Linked DNA regions of Mus musculus: region 1 is linked to region 2. A link is a contact called in public promoter capture Hi-C data. All regions are on one chromosome and are shown on one strand. The core of a region is the stretch at or near the end of the contact, and the rest is flanking DNA. Distances in the headings are between cores, read along the strand shown.

Evidence for each region. Promoter capture Hi-C pulls out the DNA fragments that hold promoters and counts their contacts.
Region 1: a contact with region 2 is called in a promoter capture Hi-C map of pre-B cells, with 6 times the contacts expected there. The contact joins the enhancer-like site here to the promoter of Angpt1 in region 2. A contact is called at or near these places in 18 of 39 promoter capture datasets (the 3T3-L1 cell line, 3T3-L1-derived adipocytes, the C10 cell line and 13 more), 3 of 15 datasets of contacts at CTCF or cohesin (the NIH/3T3 cell line, large pre-B cells and pro-B cells) and 9 of 115 datasets of contacts at active chromatin or transcription factors (DN3 thymocytes, the SCID.adh cell line, acute myeloid leukemia and 6 more).

Annotation. Positions count from the first base shown.
Region 1 is chr15:42,101,057-42,103,756 of GRCm38.p6, reverse strand. No RefSeq gene overlaps it. Among named protein-coding and RNA genes, the nearest start is that of Abra, 230 kb to the right of the region's middle. Within about 2 kb of position 1,411, at least 6 of the 459 cell types and tissues checked have an H3K27ac peak or open chromatin away from gene starts, as enhancers often do. A contact at or near this core is called in the SCID.adh cell line and pre-B cells, where this site is marked.
Region 2 is chr15:42,675,551-42,678,250 of GRCm38.p6, reverse strand. It overlaps Angpt1 (angiopoietin 1), which reads left to right and starts at 1,274. Exons shown (of 9, transcript NM_009640.4): 1 at 1,274-2,086. The coding sequence starts at 1,790.

The DNA of each region.
Region 1 (2,700 bases), core at 162-2,661, 570 kb after region 2:
GAAATTAAATGTAGTTAAAATAAAACAAACCCACAATACCATTAAGTCACACAACAATGAGTTAATAGATTGCCATGAAGGACCGCAGACAGTGAAAACAAGCCAACCTCCCAAACTGAGCATGCAATAATTGCCTGGTAAAAAGAGAAGAGGATCAGATTCTAAAATATGTAAGGAAAGATAAGCTTCCAGTGGAAATCAATAAAAATCTTATACCTTAAAAAAGGGGAAGCATCTGATATTTAAAAGATCAAATACTGGAAGTTTAAAAACAGGTCCAGGGAAAAGAAACACTCATGAGCTACACTGAACAATATGTTTGACACAACCAGAAAATAGAAACTAGACAGTAAGAGCTGAAGGGTTTCTGACACTTGGTTATAAGGAAAAGGTCACAGGCCATGGAAGATAGAAATCAAATGATAAGCTCAAACATAATAATAATTCTTAGAAACAGCACCAAGAGAATGAAAAGGAGATATTAGAAGGTTAAAAATTAAATTGAGGTCGCTGGAGAGATGGATCAGCAGTTAAGAGCACTGACTACTCTTCCAGAGATCTTGAGTTCGATTCCCAGCAACCACATGGTAGCTTACAACCACCTGTAATAGGATCTGATGCCATCTTCTTGTGTGTCTGAAGACAGCGACAATGTACTCATACATAAAATAAATAAACAATTCTTTAAAAAAAATAAACTGAGCATTGCATTAGTCCCTCCTATGGAGAGAATCTAGAGACAGAGTATACACAGTATACAGTGAACAGATAAAGCAAAACATGGCAATCTTCGCTTGACTTGATTGAGTAAGGCTGAGAACACTTATAAATCTCTGGGTGTGTCTGTGATGGAACATCCAGAGAGTATCATATTGTGAAGGTTCTAATACAGTGACTGTTTTAGTCCACGATGAAGTCATACTATGATAGTATTGTTAGGAAATGGTGAAAGGCCAGTGAGACCTGGCCAGAGGAAGTGTTCACTGACAATCTCACCCTTGCCACTTCTGGATCCTCTTGTTTTTTTCTTGACCTACCAAGAAATCCTTACATCATTTTTGTTTGACATTTTTTTCATTAATTAATTAATATATTTACATCCCAAATGCTGCTCCCCTTCCCTGTTCCTTCCTTATAGAGTCCCTTGCCCCACAACAACCTCGCCCCTTTCTCCTCTGACAGGGTGCCTCCTCCCCTGTATACCTCCCCATTCTGGCACATCAAGTCTCAACCTGATAAGGCATCCTCTCCAACTAGGTAAAGGAAGCCTAACACATGCATGCACAAATTTAGAAAGTCAAAGATAACTTTTCTAAAAACATCACAAGAAGAAAAACAGCTCATTTAGGGGAGGTGATACAGTTTGAAAGCATGTTCTCAACTGCTTCTTTGGAAGCCAAGAGTCCTAAGGAACTGAAACTTTTGTTATTTGGGGATGGGAGATGGCTCAGTGGGTAAGGATGTTTGCTGTGCAAGCTTGAAGACCCGAATTTAAGTCTCTAGCGCATAAAAGCTGGGCATGGTCAGACGTGATTACTGCATTGGTGAGGCAGAGTATAGTGGGCTCTAGAAGCTTAGGAGCTTTTGCTTCAGCAAGAACCTCAGGTACAGATAGAGAGAGAGGGGGGGGGAGGCAGGCTATGGGTGACAGAGAAAGTCACATAATGTCATTTGGTGACTCCTACATGCATGCACACTAGAGCACGTGCACCTTCCCAAACCCAGGTACATCATAAATGCAAAGAACTGTTTAAAATTTCATTTTTTAAGGACTTCATCAAATGATATACTACCAAAGTTTACCACATATGGGCTGTCATTATACCTTCTAAAATGAAAGAGGTTTCTATCAAGTTCTGCATACAACCAGAATTGTTGGTGAAGTGACCTGATTAAATGTGCATATTACACAAAAGTGATGAAAATAATAATAAAATGAACGTCTAGATTCACAAAATAAAACCACCAGCTAAGCCTTACAATAAACTACACAGTGTCTCTTGGCTGCAAGATGCTAATTAAATATCAGTAAAATTAACCCAAAATTTCTGTTCTTCAGTATTAATGGCCACCTTTCTGTTCTTCCATTAATGGCCAACTTTCTGTTTTTCCATTATTAGTAGCAACAGAGATAAAGGCATAAAAAAATAGATATAGACATGCCTGTCATCACCCAAAGTTGTACAACCTTGTGTTGAACAACTTATAATTGTTCTTTGAAGGGGATGAGTTGAAGGCAAGTTACTTATGTTCCTGTATTCTTTAGAAGACTCATTAGGAGCCTGGCTACCTCTAGATTTTTAAATTACTAAATATGACTGATGAGATTATGTAACCTTTAAGATTAGAATGGCAAAGGGGGAGAATTCAAACAAAGGAATATAATTCAACCGGGAAAACAAATCAAAGAGGAGCATGAATCACAAGAAACAATTCCAAGTACATCTGTAACCATAGCAAAGATGTAAATGAATCTGGAAGTAATGAATAAAAATTATTGTCCTTTTATATTAAGTCATTTTGTAAAATAAAAGGGTAATCAAATTTAAGCATACATTCAATAATAATTTTTATAAACAAAATTTTTAAATATATTAAAAATACAAAGGTTTGAGTAAAGCTATGAACAACCAAATATTTTCTGAGCAGGAATATTAACAGACAAGTTTTGGACTGTGAATTATTTAAGGCTGAGGAGCA
Region 2 (2,700 bases), core at 25-2,524:
GCATTATCGCTGCCTAAGAGCAACCTTTCCTATGACTCTTATATGTAATGTGGCAAGTCTCTTGCAGGGTCAGAGAACTTTGCTCCTATGTTTGGCATAATGTATCAATCTGCCCAGAAGCCTGTTATTTGGTGTGGAAAGGACCAACGAATCTCATCACTGTTTGTTTACTGTAAGCAAACCACCTCCTCTCTGGAGTCAGTTTTGACCTCTGCTTTCCTTCCTAAAGATGCATCTGTAGCCACCACTGCCCTTACCCACTGCTCTGCCCCCATTCCAGGACTCAAGAGTCATGCTGTGGCTTCTGTTTGTATACATGCCTGAGAGCAGAGGCTCTTTCACTTCCAAAGCCCACGAAGTTCCTAATGAAAATCCTGCATGTACACACATCCAGTATCCTGATTCCACCCTAAATTCTGTAATCATCTCCTGGTCTTTGCACTTGACTGTACCTTTATTCAAATATTTATATTCTGTACTTAGGAAAGCACCTTCGGATCATATGGCTTTCTTTCTTAATAAAAATCGCAGAGGTTTCGCTTGTGTAAGCCATTGGCACACCTGATACACGCTTGTTCTCAGATGGTTTGACTCTGTAGCCACAAAGGATGTGTGTGGAATTTCCATACCAGTGTTAAAGGCAGCCATAGCAATGCCAGAGGTTCTTGTGAAATATATGATTAGCATGTACCACAGGAATTAATAATTCTCAGGCCACTGTCTTAAACTGTAACCACATTGTTGTTGTAGGGAAGTTGCTCAATTTATACTCAGAGAATGTGAACAGCTGCGTTCTGACCAAGAAACCAGCGTCATTTAAAATCCATATCCCAAAAGGTGCTTTCAAAATACTACTTAGTATGCACATGATATGTTGCTTTGAGTGACAAATTATGGTAATTTCCTTGATAATTTGATCCTTTGATTCTTTTATTCTCCTTAAAGCCTATGTAAATACAAAGGGGAGAATGCCATTTCTAAAAATAGTTTTTAAATGTCTTTTCTGGAGTAATTTTTTAAATTTAATAATTTTATACAATTATAAAAAAATCCATTGGAGATTGTGCCAAATTAGGGTTCCTCAATTAAACAATAACTTTGAAAACATACTTCTAGCTTGCTTAGATGTTAGTAGGTCAGCAAGCACACCCGAACCTATTAAGGTGGACTGCTCTGTTTATTGATTTTCCGTGCATCTGCTAAGGACTCAAGGCAATTGTCTGCGGAAGGGGGCGGGAGGCCCATACATGATCGAGGTCATGCGCATCTAGCCAATTTGTAAGCCGATCCGCCGCCCAAAGCCATCAGCAATCCTTAGCATAGGGGCACACTCATGCATTCCTGTCAAGTCATCTTGTGAAGGCTGCCTGCTTCCAGCTTGGCTTGGATGTGCAACCTTAATAAAACTCACTGAGGTCTGGGAGAAAATAGCAGATCTGCTGCAGATAGGGTAGAGGAAAGGGGCTAGAATATGTACTCGCAGCTGACGCGGGCAGGCTCCACGCTGAACGGTTACACAGAGAGGAAACAATAAATCTAAGCTACTATTGCAATAAATATCTCAAGTTTTAACGAAGGAAACTATCATTACAGTTAAAATTTTTTAAAGTAACGCTTTTTTAGAACAAAGCTAACAAATGGCTAGTTTTCTGTGGATCTTCTTCAAACGCTTTCTTTAACGGGGAAAGAGTCAAACAAGCAGTTTTACCTGAAATAAAGAACTAGTTTAAAGGTCAGAAGAGAAGAGCAAGCTTTGCAGGAGGCACGGAAGGCAAGCGCTGGCAGTACAATGACAGTTTTCCTTTCCTTTGCATTCTTCGCTGCCATTCTGACTCACATAGGGTGCAGCAACCAGCGCCGAAATCCAGAAAACGGAGGGAGAAGATATAACCGGATTCAACATGGGCAATGTGCCTACACTTTCATTCTTCCAGAACACGACGGGAACTGCCGTGAGAGTGCGACAGAGCAGTACAACACCAACGCTCTGCAAAGGGATGCTCCACACGTGGAGCCGGATTTCTCTTCCCAGAAACTTCAGCATCTGGAGCATGTGATGGAAAATTATACTCAGTGGCTGCAAAAAGTAAGTGATCGCTTTCGGTTTCTAATTGCTCTGAGCTTTTCCCTTCCCTCTCTGCAGGGAGCTCAGAGTTCCGTAGGGGGCATTTGTGTTTACCTTTTGCTCCGGGGGGCAGTGTTTGCAAAAGAAAAAAGGCTCCCTCTCTGGACTCAACTTCCTGGGTAAGCCAAGGGTCCTGGGCTTGTGGGAACCTCTGATCCTGTAGCTTCCTAAATGTGCGTCTAACATTAGCAAATTTTATGCCAACCCTGTTGTTTTTTAAAGTTTATCTTAGGCATTTTGACTGTCAAAGCCCAACTTTGAAAAAGTAAGCGCGCACTTCTTGGACAAGGTGGTGTAAAAGGAAATCATAATGGTGATATTAACAGAGGTTCAAATGGAATGTACAGCAAGGAGTTTTGTGAGTTGCCATGGGAAATCTTCATAAAATGCTTACCCCCACCAACTTTTAATAAAAGTATGCAATGAGAATAAGTATAAAGTACCCATATTGTCTTCGTTTAGAAAGATTGTATTTGTAAGTTAAAGGAACTTAACTTCACAAGTGGTATATGAGGACTGACATCTGAAATGAAAAAAAAAAAATAGCTTCTGATGGGAAAATTGTAAGAAAGGGG